Regions from separate parts of the Mus musculus genome. Here region 1 is linked to region 2. Evidence: chromatin contacts called from public HiChIP or PLAC-seq data. All regions are on one chromosome and are shown on one strand. The core of a region is the stretch at or near the end of the contact, and the rest is flanking DNA. Distances in the headings are between cores, read along the strand shown. Region 1 has its middle 14 kb from the start of Pigm. Region 2 overlaps Copa (coatomer protein complex subunit alpha).

What was found. HiChIP or PLAC-seq counts read pairs in DNA pulled down with a chosen protein or histone mark.
Region 1: an HNF4G HiChIP or PLAC-seq map of pancreatic cancer cells shows a contact between it and region 2. The contact joins two enhancer-like sites. A contact is called at or near these places in 1 of 115 datasets of contacts at active chromatin or transcription factors (pancreatic cancer cells) and 2 of 9 other capture datasets (adipose tissue and pancreatic islet).

What each region holds. Positions count from the first base shown.
Region 1 is chr1:172,386,845-172,393,386 of GRCm38.p6, forward strand. No RefSeq gene overlaps it. Among named protein-coding and RNA genes, the nearest start is that of Pigm, 14 kb to the left of the region's middle. Within about 2 kb of position 4,192, at least 49 of the 459 cell types and tissues checked have an H3K27ac peak or open chromatin away from gene starts, as enhancers often do. A contact at or near this core is called in pancreatic cancer cells, where this site is marked.
Region 2 is chr1:172,094,989-172,101,654 of GRCm38.p6, forward strand. It overlaps Copa (coatomer protein complex subunit alpha), which reads left to right. Exons shown (of 33, transcript NM_009938.4): 7 at 2,686-2,795; 8 at 4,680-4,779; 9 at 6,391-6,526. Among named protein-coding and RNA genes, the nearest start is that of Ncstn, 16 kb to the left of the region's middle. Within about 2 kb of position 4,748, at least 14 of the 459 cell types and tissues checked have an H3K27ac peak or open chromatin away from gene starts, as enhancers often do. A contact at or near this core is called in pancreatic cancer cells, where this site is marked.

The sequences.
Region 1 (6,542 bases), core at 2,942-5,441, 290 kb after region 2:
AGAGATATGGTTTTATTTCTGTTTATTGCTGCACAATTTACAGTGATCTAAAAGGCAGAACCAGTGAATAAAGAAAAGGTGAAGTCTACATACCAGAGTTTTATTCAGCCATGAAAGTTATGGCATTATCAAAGCAAAGGATTCGATTGGAATTATATGTATATATTATGTATATGTGTGTGTGAGTTGGGATTATATATTATGGATGTGTGTGTGCGGACACAGGAGCACACATGCACACACACACACTAGATGGTGGAATAAGAGGAGGGAATTATTCTAGAGTTCCAAAGGAAATCCAGACAGGATTTCTCTGTGTAGCCCTGGCCATCCTGGAACTAGCTCTGTAGACCAAGCTGGCCTCGAACTCAAGAGATCCACCTGCCTCTGTCTCCCAAGTGCTGGGATTAAAGACTTGTACCACTAATGCCTGGCACTAATCAGTGGAGGTTTGGCTTGGGCCGCCAATCTGCATAGCATTTTTTTCTCCATTGTGTGGTACTGGGGGGCGGAGGTTGTCGTTCAAAGCTTAGTGCTCTGTGGATGGAAGTACATGTCTTCTGCCTGGGTCAGAAGTATCACAATAGCATGAGCACATTGTATTCAGCACCACTCTAGCAGAACCATTCATTTAGTCAAAACGCATTCATATTCATTATGGTGAATAAAACCCAGACTAAATGGCAATGTTTCTAGCTGTGCAGACACAGTGCTAATTGCAGCGTCTGCTATCTAAAGTGAAATGACACTTACAGTGACTATTTAAAATAATTTGGAGCATGAATATTTGAGGTTCAGTTCATTTCACAAAGAACATTTTAACCTGCTTTGCTCTCCATTCTTTGGGCAGTTATTTATAGATCCTTGCCATGTGTCAAATATGGTCATAGATGATTCAAATAAAATAAATGTTCTGATTTTGAGGAATAGCAGTAACATTAGAAACATACTCTGTTAGTAAAACCTATGTGAGACCCCATTAAGCTTCCATAAACATACTGTGATTTTTAAGATGAGGATGGGTAAACGCTTGGGTGGAGGATGTTCCTATGCTTATTTTACAGATTTAAAAAAAGTCTACTCAGAAACTAGTGGCTTTCAGGAACTAAAGAGCTGCTTGACGCAAGGCCAGAGTTGGATCCTGCCACCGCTGACCCCAGTTCTTTATTTTCTAATTATTTTGCAAGTTTCTCTTAATGCTTCATGAAAATGGCTGATTTCCTAGGGAAATTTCATTTGTGTAGAATGGACTAAACTTTTGAACTGTAAGCCAGCCCCAGTCAAATATTTTTCTTTATAAGGGTTGCCGCTGTCATGTCTCTTCACAGCAATGAAACCCTGAGACAAAGGTCATGTTTATTTTTTTAAAGGTATGTTTAATCACTGGCTGATTTTTTTAAATTTTAATTTCATTTATTTTACACCCCAATCAAAGTTTCCCCTCCCTCCTCCCAGTCTCTTCCCCCCAATGTCCCCTCCACCCCATCCACTCCTCCTCTGATACCCACGATAGAACCAAACACAATTGGAAAAAAAGTCAATGAAATGACTCTTAATGATATTCTGTAACACTCATAGATTGGTGGTTAGCCCAGTTGTCACCAGAGATGATTCACGTAGGCTTAGAGTTTTCAAAACCTTCTTCAATAAGGGTTCTTAAATGCTTCAACCTCCCTTCTAGCCCACCAGCCACCAGAGGTAGTGGAAAAGAAAGGTTAATAGGAAACAGGGGTTGTGGACCTGTTCAGAAATAGTTCACTGGGGCAGTTCCAATCCTCTAGCAATCAGCAGCTGCAGTCCAGTCCACTCAGCAATCACCACTCAGGAATTAGCATGGCCCGAGAGGCTCTGCCAATCGGCCCAGGTTGGAAGAAATGTCAAGAAGCCTCTGGAATATCACGAGAAGTTCTTTGGTGAGTTGGTTTCTACAAGGTCATGACAAGCCAAGATCAGTGACACACTACAAGGTTGACCAATGCCAGAGCCACCTTCCACTGTCTGTGGAGTCATAGTCTTTCTAAGCATCATGTGTCCTCTTACATGTCTGCTTCAGCAAAACATCTTCTCACTTATATCTGCTTCAGCAAAACATCCTTTCACCTATTTGCCCCAACAAAACATCATATGACATATCTGAATTTCCAAAGAAACCAGAAATTTCCACTTCAGCTTTACCCAGCAACTGATGGAAACAGATGCAGAGACCCGCTAAACTTTAGGCAGAGCTTGGGGAATCCTGTGGAAGATGGGAAGGAAGGATTGTAGGGGCCAGAGGGGTCAAGGGCACCACAAGAATACCCACAGAACTAACCTGAGCCCATGGGGCAGACAGAGACTGAGCTGCCAACCAAAGAGCCTGCATGGGAATGACGTAGGCACTTCGCATGTATGCAATTTCAGATATCATTCTATTGACCTCTTGATCCTCAAGACCCACACACTACAAAGAGAACTGACTTGGGAAAGCTGTCCTCTGACCTACACATAAGCACTGTAGCATATATGCCCCCCCAAAAAAATCAATAAATTACTAAAAATATGTATGCTTTGTCCAAGGTCCAAGATAGTATATTTAGGAGGGCTGGAACCCAGATCTTCCAGGATGGTCCTCATTCCTTCCTCTGGCGAACATTTTGCTATGGTGAACAGAAAATGATCCACTGGGCTCTAGAAGTCTGGAAGTGCAGGAAAAAGATTAGTTCAATGATTATTCATTCATAGTGGATAGTGCTAGGTATCAACTTTGGTTTCATACTCAGGCTCTTGGAATAAAGACGATAAAAATAACAGTTCTCTCTTCAAGGGTTTCATAGTCTGATACAGGCAACTGATGGAAAAGTGATTGTAACTCACAATTCAATGGCTGAAATAAATGTCCACATAACTAATCCATCCTCGGTCTGGATAAAGCTAGTGTAGAACCTGGGATAGGTGGGTACTAAGATGTTATCTGCTTCCCTTTAATACTGGATAATAGCAGTGGCTTTTAAAAATTTCCTTCTTAAAATCAGTCTCCTAGCAACAGGGGATACAGTGCCTGAACCAGCCATCTCCTGTAACCAGGTAAGACTTCTAGTGGAGGGACTGAGACACCAACCCAGCCGTAAAACCTTTGACCTACAATTTGTCCAGCCTACAAGATGTGCTGGGATGAAGGTGGTGCAGAAATTTGAAAGTGGCCAACTAGTGACTGGTCCAGCTCGAGACCCATGCCATGAGAGGGAGCCCACCCCTGACACTGCCCAAGGGGTCAGGAGCCAGAGGCTAGATAGCCCAGAGACCCACCAGAGAACCAAACACGAATGGGAAAAAAAGTCAATGAACTGATTCCTGATGATATTCTGCTATACTCATAGATTGGTGTCTAGCCCAATTGTCATCAGAGAGACTTTACCCAGCAACTGATGGAAACAGATGTAGAGACCTACAGCTAAACATCTGGCAGAGCTCGAGGAACCCTATGGAGGGGGTGCAGATTGTAGGAGCGAGAGGGACCAAGGAAATCACAGAAAGCACACAGAATCAATTAACCTAGGCCCGTAAGGCCCACAGAGACTTAGCCATCAACCAGAGAGCCTGCATGGGCTGGACCTGGACCCTTTGTACATATGTTACAGTTGTGTAGCTTGGTCTTCTTGTGGGACTCCTAACAGCAGGAGCTGTCTCTGACTCAGTTACCTGCTTTTAGGACCCTTCCCCTTACCGGGGTTGTCTTGTCTAGCCTTCATAGAAAAGGAGGTGCCGAGTTTTACTGCAACTTGATATGCCGTGGCTGGTTGATATCCATCCAGGCCAGCCCTTTTCTGAAGAGAAACATAGGGGAGTGAATGGGACAGGAAGGGGCTGTTGGGAGGGAGGTCCTAGGAGGAGAGGATGGAGGGGGAAGCCATGGCTGGGATGTCGGTGATTAAACAGGCCTTTACAAAATCAACATGATCTTCTTTGTCTTAGTTAAGGTTTCACTGCTGTGAAGAGACAACATGACCAACAGAAACCCTTATAAAAGAAAATATTTAACTGGGGCTGACTTACAGATCAGAGGTTTAGTCCATTATTATCACTGCAAGAAACATGGTGGCATGCAGGGAGACAAGGTGCTGGAGAAGGAGCTGAGAGTTCTACACCCAGGCAGCAGGAAGAGAACTGGTTTGAGTTTCTGAGCCCTCAAAGCCTGCCCTCCCAGTGACTCACTTCCTCCAATAAGGCCACACCTACTCCAACAAGGCCACACCTCCGAATAGTATCACTCCCTGTGGGACTAGCATTCAAACACATGAGTCTATAGGGGCCACACCTATTCAAACCACCACAACCTTTAAAAGAGAGAGAGAGAGAGAGAGAGAGGGAGAGAGAGAGAGAGAGATAGCTTCATGAAGCCCAGCTTGACCTTGAATTCACTGTATCACCAAGAATTATATATGAGTGCACTATTGCTCTCTTCAGACACACCAGAAGAAGACATTGGATCCCATTACAGATGGTTGTGAGCCACCATGTGGTTGCTGGGAATTGAACTCAGGACCATTGCAAGAGCAGGCAGTGCTCTTACCCACTGAGCCATCTCTCCAGCCTGCCAAGAATCATCTTGGCTCCTGACCCACGACTTACATGTAGGTATGTGCTCCGTGCCAGGTTTACACATAGTGATGACTGAACCCAGGGCTTTGTGCGTGCTAGGGGAACACTCCACCCACTAAGCCATTGCTCCTCACCTGACCTTTATGATTGGTTCTTCCCTGTTCTGCTTCATCTACCTCCTCCCAACCACCTTACCCAAATTTGCCGTCTCTTCACGCTTTGAAAACATGTGCTGCTCCTGTGGTAAAATGCCCTTCTTGTCTCTCTCGCCAGTTCCTGTTTAAGGGTGACCTTTGCAAAGCATCCTCCGGTACAGCACTTTTATTTTACAGTGCAGGTCATCTTGTCCTACAGTTTCAGTGCGTGACTATGCCTTGAGTTCTATAAGGACTGGCATTCTCTCTTACTCCCTTATTTTCCAGGGGTTTTACAGACCCAAGCAAAGATGGGCGAGAGTAGTCAACGCCATTGAGCTACTAAGGTGCTCCACCTACTCTCCCTGGTTTGTTGAATTGAGTTATACAGGAGTACATCAAGTGGGAGGTGGGGACAGTTGAGTTCTTCACAGGGTGTCCATGGTGACAGCTGTGCAAAGGGAAAGAAAGCACTTTCTTACTGCCTGTCATTTCCAAATGCCATCAGGGTCTGCCTAGTTTTCTAAGTTAGAAGTTTATAATCACCTCCTATTCCTTCTCTTACTACCCTGCCCCCGTCTAATCAGTCACTAAATCCTGTCGGCTCTACCCTTTAATGTCCCCAGAGCCCGCTGGCATCTTGCCATCGCCCGTTGCCAGTTCTCCAGCGCAGGCCCTCATTATCCCGCACCTAGAATCGATAGCTCTGACTGGTCTCGCTTTCCATCTCTCTTGCCCTTCATCCCACCTCTCATCTATCCTCCCCTCTGCTGCCACCGTCTGCTTTCTAAGGCACATCTGTTCCTGTCACCATTCTGATGAAAGCACCGGGGAAGCTCCGTGACCTGCAAGAAGTCCAACCGCCGCTGCAGCGCCTTCTGTCTCCCACTGCTTTCCCTCCCTCCACCTCACTCTGGCTCACCGGATAATGCAGTTTTCGGGAATGACCCCAGTTGCAAAGCCCTCATTTGTGCTGTCTCTCTGTCAAGTGGGCTTGCCTGTCTCCTGGCGTTCAGACCTTGTGCCACCCACTCTTCAAGGCCTAACTCACAAGCCTCTTTTGAGCGATAAAAACTCCAGTTATAAAAACCGGAGAGGTTAATTAGTAAGGAAAAATGTGGGTGTAAGGCTAATATTTTTGAGGTATTATTATATTTCACTGGGCTTTTATTTCTTTCAGATAGATTAGCTCCTGAGGACAATATGTGTTGGTATGTATGTGCATGCATGAGTGTGTGTGTGGTGTGTGACAGTGTGTGTATGAGTGTGTGTGTAGTATATGTGGTGTGTGAGTGCGTGTGTGTGTGTGTGTGTGTGTGTGTGTATGTGTGTGTGGTGTATGTGTGAGTGAGTGTGGTATGTATGTGGTATGTAGTGTGTGTGTGAGTGTGTGTGTGTGGTGTATGTGTGAGTGTGTGTGTGGTATATGTGGTGTGTGAGTGTGTGTGTGTATGTGGTGTATGTGGTGTGTGAGTGTGTGTGTGTGTTATGTATGTGTGTGTAGTGTATGTGTGAGTGAGTGTGGTATGTATGTGGTATGTGGTGTGTGTGTGAGTGTGTGGGTGGTGTGAGAGTGTGTGTATGTGTGTAGTATGTGTGTGTGGTATATGTGTGAGTGTGTGTATGGTATGTGTGTGGTGTGTAAGGGTGTGAGTATGTGTGTGTGATGTTTGCTGAGCACCATTTGTGAACCTATGTATGTCTCATAGTTTCCTTTAACTGCCAAAATAATTTCTTAAAATATAACTGCTATTGTTAACAAAAATAAACAAATAAAATAAGTAAATAACTAAGTAAGTTCAGAGGAAATAATTCTGCCTTCCACAAGGT
Region 2 (6,666 bases), core at 3,498-5,997:
TCTGGAGCTCACTGTAACCTGAATATTCTGTTAGCCTGCCTAAAATCATCTGTTTAAAGGGGAAGAGTTTTAAAATCTAACTGTGGAAGATGGGTTACTGTTTCAGCTTGTGCTTCTAAGTAAACTGTCAGTTAAATTATTTTAATATGCTTACATCTTTGCATGTCAAGCCCATGTAATTCAGGCTCACTCTTTTAAATATCCACTAAAATATATTAATATGCTGCCAAATCCTTTCCTCATCCCTCTCTTTCTTCTGCATCCCTGGTCCCCACTGGGAGGCAAACGTAACTGGTCCATTCTGAGAGTGTGCTCTTCTCCCTCTGGATTTGGGTAGCTGCTGTAGAAATTTTCCATCTGTCGCTCAGTCCTAGTGAGTGCCTTGTCGAAGGCTCAAACACTTTATCTCTAAGTATCTTTTCACTGCCTGTCACTGTTCATCTGTCTCGCCCTTCCCCTTTCCTGGATCACTGCAGGCAAGCGCAACAAAGGCCCAGTTCTGCCCCACAGCTTCCCTTTAATGTGTCTGTTGACGCTTACTGGAGGTGAAGGTCCTCACAGCTGTCTGCTTTTGTATCTTTTTGAACCTGTTTTATACACTTCACTCAATAGATAAAGTTGACAGATCCTATTAAAGGGACAAATGAAATAAGTGTAAGGCATCCTTGTGATCATGTATTTAGGAAGTGTGAGGAAAACACTTCCTGTTTTTCATCCGGTTTATGTCTCTATGCCTATGGCTAAGGCATCTCTTAAATTGGGCATAAAATAATTAAAACTGTTTATGCAGTGCTGGCATTAGGCACTACCCTAGCAGAAATACAAAATAGTTTACAACACTGGCAAGATGAGTCATTTGAACTTCTTTCCTTTCTCTACACATTTTAGTGTGGAGCTTCTTAGGGTTTGTTTTCTTTCTTTCTTTCTTTCTTTAAAGATTTATTTATTTATTTTATGTATGTGAGTGTACTGTAGTTGTACAGATGATAGTGAGCCATCATGTGGTTGCTGGGAATTAAACTCAGGACCTCTGCTCCAGCCCGCTTGCTCTAGTCCAAAGATTTATTTATTATTATAAGTATTCAGTAGCCATCTTCAGACACACCAGAAGAGGGCATCAGATCTCATTATGGATGGTTGTGAGCCACGATGTGGTTGCTGGGATTTGAACTCAGGACCTTTGGAAGAGCAGTCAGTGCTCCTAACTGCTGAGCCATCTCTTCAGCCCAGGGTTTATTTTCAATGATATGTTTTATTTAGTCTTTGCTTTAAAATACTGTCTTTTTAAAAAGTTTCAACAAATGTTAGGTATTTTCTTTCCCAAATATTTTAAAAGGTAGGAATTTAGTCTTAATTTTGTTTTATGTAATTTGGTATAATTATATATGATTATTACCTGTCTTTAAAGGTTGTTATCAGAAACAAATCTGATGAAACTGGTATTTGTACTATAATTTTGGTTCTGGTTTTAATACAGTTAGTCAGCTTTCCCCTACCTCTCCCTGCTTTTTGGAATAGGACTTTTCTCTGTAGGCCAGGCTCAACTTAAAACAGTACTCCTGTTTCTGCCTCCTGATTGTAGAAATTGCATGTATGACCCGCCACACCTTAATGCAAGCACTCAGGCTTTAAAGGTGTGTAGATGGGTCATAAGCGTGGGTCGCCACAGATCAGACACTTATCCTGATGTCTTTGTTTCCTATCATTAAAAATTATGGGCTAATAATTCCTCCCAGTGAAAAATAGCTTCTGTAGGTTTTAATGGAAAAAATACGTATGTTCATATCTATAATCAGCATTTTATGCAAGAACATGAAGAATTCTGACGGCTTTAATTATTTGATGTCCTTTTCAGGAGGTAAGTAGGAAGTGTGAGGACTCTTTGCCATATCTTCTCATAGTATTTGTAATAGTTCTTCCAAGCTAGACAGCTGTTTTGTTTATTATGTCTACTTCAGCAGTGCATCTGGAACTTTCCTGTAAATTGCTTCCAGCTTGGAAAACACTAAAGTGAGATCTTCCCCAGGAGCATTTCTTTAAATTTTTTATTATGAGGATTAGAGGTATGGCTCAGCAGTTAAGAGCACTGACCACTCTTCTGAAGGACCTGGCTTCAATTCCCAGCACCTTTTTGGCAGCTTTCAACCACCTGTAAATCCAGGGACATTGTAGCTCTCTTCTGGGTTCTACAGGCACCAGGCGTACATGTGTTATACAGATGTGCATGCAGACAAACATCCATACATATCTATTAATAAAATACATTTTTAAAAAAATTAAGGTAAAAATAAAATAAATAAATAAAATTTTAAGGTGATAGAAAAAGGTATAGATTTTATGAACCTGAATGTGGACATTGAATGATTACCATTTGAGGCCACATTTTGGGAAGATTAAAGAATGGGTAGTGTTACTAATCTAAAATAGACAGCTCTTGGAGGTGAGATTTAATGAACTTAGTTGTGTCAGAATTTGGATTGGCTCCCACTAAGGGATCGTTGAGTGTTAGGGAAGAGCTAGTGAGGGGTAAGTAGGCTTGTGAGTGTGGTTCTTCCTTCCCTCTAGTTGTAGTTTCCCATTTCATTTTATCTTAGTCTTTCGCTGTACCTTTCGTGATTCTGCTACTGTGCTCTTACTGATAACATTATATTTGCATCTTTCATCCCACTCCTTAACCCTCCAAAGGTCTAAGGAAGAAAAACTTGTCTCCTGGTGCGGTGGAGTCGGATGTGAGAGGAATAACTGGCGTTGATCTGTTTGGAACCACGGATGCCGTGGTGAAGCATGTGCTAGAGGTACTTATCTCTGTCGCTCACTGTGGGTGAGGGTATGCTACTCTCTAGAGACAATCTCGGTATGCTGTTGATTTAATTTTCATCTGGAAATGAGTGTGTGATGTGTGTGGGCATGTGTGCTGCAGCACCCGTGAGGAGTCCACAGTGACAGTTCTGTGCACTCAGTTCTCTCTGTGGGTCCCAGGATTTGAACTGTGCCTTGAGTAGCAAGCAGTTTATCACTGAGCCATCTCACTGGCCCACGTTTATTTTTCAATTCTTTCAGCAAATATTTAAGTGTCAGAGACCGTCTGAGATTTGAGGAATAGAATTTAAGTAAGCCAACAGAGAAAGGAAGATTACATGTCACCTCAGAGAGAGTTATAGCATCTTGTAAATCCAGTAGGAAGAAAGCTGGACATGTGTCCCATTACTGTCATGAAGCAAAGCCATTCTTAGACCTTGTAGAAGGAGAGATCCCAAAGAAAATCAGTGAGAAGTACCAAGAGCCAGTTATGTGTAAGATGTAAGAAACTTGTTCATGGTGGGAAATAGAAAAGCCTAAGAAAAGAAACTAGGTTTTCTAAAATTAAAGTCTTACTATAAAACTACTCGCTGAAATGTGAACTGTTTAATCCCACAGATGAAAAAAAAAGAGATTTAGAAAAATTACAGTTCCCCAAAGTCCAGCTGTATGCATTGAATCCTGGGCTCCAACTTCAAAACCCACATGTTTTTACAAATACAAAATACCCTAACACTTCTCACTCAACACTGCCATGTGCATCGTTCTGCCAAAGAAATGAAGTACGGTCGTGTAAATAGCATAGAGACTGTCATGAAGTTAGCGTCCTTAACTTTATGCCCTTTAGACTCTTAAAGCTTCATAAGAATTTAATTTAACTAGTTTATTTTTATGTAGAGGAGTATTTTACTTGCATGTGTATCTGTGTACCATGTTACTGTCTGTCTGCTGCCTTCAGAGGCCATAAGAGGGTACCATATCCCTTGGAACTGAAGTTAGAAACAGTATCTGGGTGCTTGGAACCCAACCTGGGTCATTTGTAAGAGCAATCAATGCTCCTAATCGATTAGCCATCTCTGTAGCCCCTTGTTTTTGTTTTTTTGTGCACATGCCCTTCTACTGGATGACACCTCCAGCCTAAACCTGAGAACCTTTAAAATGTGGATTTTGTCAGCATACATTTTATTAGCTGTCAGAACAACGATGTCATCACTTATAATGCATCCTGTGGAAAACACCACTATGTAGTCATGGAGAATAACAATAAAGGCAAATAAAATCTTAGTAGGATTTGAAAAATAGCTTTGAACTTGTAGATTTTCCAGTGGGATCTTAGGACTCTTTCAAGGTATTTGAGAATTTAGGCGTTAACTTATAAATCTTTATCCTTATGATGTTGCAATTACTTGTAGAAATAAAACATATATAGACAAGTAAAAAGTAAGGAAAACCTAACTATAAACAAAGCTGAATTTCCTTGTGGAAATGTTTGCAACATCCCATGAGAATTTGAATTAATATTGGACATGTTGATATGGTTATTCTAATGTTCAAAGCTTTATAGTAAGCCAAAACAAACAAACAAACAAAAAAACCCAAATGTTTGTTACAAAAAAAAAAAAAGTCAAATGAAAATAAAATATCAACAAATGATCTCTACAGTGGCACAATCTCTTAAGTCTTTTGCCTTGAGTATTTCAGAGGCTGAGGAAATAGATCAGTGATAGAGTACTGACTTCAGCACCTGTAAGGCCCTGACTTTGATTGCCCGTATCACAGAAAAAGAAACAGACACATTTTGTTATAAACACTAGCATGGTTTTCTTTGAATTGTGTTTTTACAGCTGTTGTAGAAGACCCACTTTTTCTCTTTTTAACAGGGTCATGACCGTGGAGTCAACTGGGCTGCCTTCCACCCGACTATGCCCCTTATTGTATCTGGGGCAGATGACCGGCAAGTGAAGATCTGGCGTATGAATGGTGAGTAAGGTACTGGCGATGTTGCCATAGCCAAGAAAGTGGCAGCCAGCCAGCAAGGGGAAGTAGCCAGGTTTTCTGGACTTTGGCCTATTTTTCTGCCTTAGGCCTTAGTTGATTATTTACTGCTATTCCTAAGTGCATGATCATTGTCTCTTCCTCCCCTCCACACCCCTCATGGCAGTATCTTGATTTTGAGAGATATGAGCATAGTCAAGAGTAAAAGTTCATGTGACAAATTGTGAGTAGCTGCTTTGTTTTAGACTGTGTTTAGGGCCATATTTATATTATTGTGACTCAAAATTTCCATGATATAGAGTTTATATTTGTTCTCAGAATCAGCAAGTAATACATATACTATGTGGATAAAATAAGAGTAGAAGCATAAAGAATTATTTAATATAGCTGTTACAGTCAGTAGAGGTACATAATAAAAGAACAGAGATGTACAGAAAAACAGGAATTTTGGAGCTGAGGTAGCTGTGGCTACTCAAGAGGCTGAGGTAGGGGCTGGTGAGATGGCTCAGTGGGTAAGAGCACCCGACTGCTCTTCCGAAGGTCGGAAGTTCAAATCCCAGCAACCACATGGTGGCTCACAACCACCCGTAATGAGATCCGATGCCCTCTTCTGGTGCTGTCTGAAGACAGCTACAGTGTACTTTACATATAATAAATAAATTAATTAATTTAAAAAAAAAAGATTTCCTAAAAAAAAAAAAGAGGCTGAGGTAGTACAATTCCTAGGAGGTCAAAGGTAGCCTGAGCAACAGCAAAACCTTGTCTTGACACCCCCCCCCCCCCGCAAAAAAAGGTTCAAGTAACTAAAAAAAATAAACATAAAATAAAGAGGAAGAAACTTACATGAAAAACATTGTCCCATTTGGGGAAAATTGATTTAGCATTTTGCAATAGTACTTAGCACTTGCATTTAAAGAGCATCATCACAGCTGTCCATGACAGTATAGCTTTGCAATGTCTATCAGCATGACGATATAGCCTTGCAGAGTCAGCATGCATGTACATGACAGTACAGCCTTGCAGTATCAGCATGACGGTATAGCCTTGCAGTGTCAGCATGCATGTACATGACAGTATAGCCTTGCAGTGTCAGCATGCATATACATGACAGTATAGCCTTGCAGTGTCAACATGACGGTATAGCCTTGTAGTGTCAGCATGCATGTACATGATGGTATAGCCTTGCAGTATCAGCATGCATGTACATGATGGTATAGTCTTGCAGTATCAGCATGCATGGCTGAGGCAGGAGGATCACAAGCACAAGGCCGTCCTGAGCCATATAGCAAAACCTTGTCTCCTCAAAAAGCTGGGGCTAGAGATGGCTCAGTGGACCCACAGAGGGCTGAGTTTGGTTCCTAGCACCTATGTCAGGCAGCTCACAGACATCTGTTACTTCAGCTCCAGGGGCCCAAGGGCTGCCTTCTGGCCTCCACAGATACTACACTCAGATGCAAAAAACCACATACAGATAAATACACACAAAACTAAAAACACAACTAAAATCTTTTTTTTTTTTTTAAAGAATGGGTGTTGGATTTATAGATCCCAGAGTTATTACAGAGAATTGTGATAACAATTCCTTTTGTTCTTCAGAATCAAAGGCATGGGAGGTTGACACCTGCCGGGGCCATTACAACAATGTGTCTTGTGCTGTTTTTCACCCTCGCCAAGAGTTGATCCTCAGCAATTCTGAAGACAAGAGTATTCGAGTCTGGGATATGTCTAAGCGGTAAGGGAATTATTTATGTCATGTGACCAAACCCAAGAGAAGGACCCTTTCTTTGTCTTATCCTTTGTCTTCGCGCGTGCGTGCGCGCACACACACATACACACACACACACACTCCTTATGCAATATTAATATCTGTAA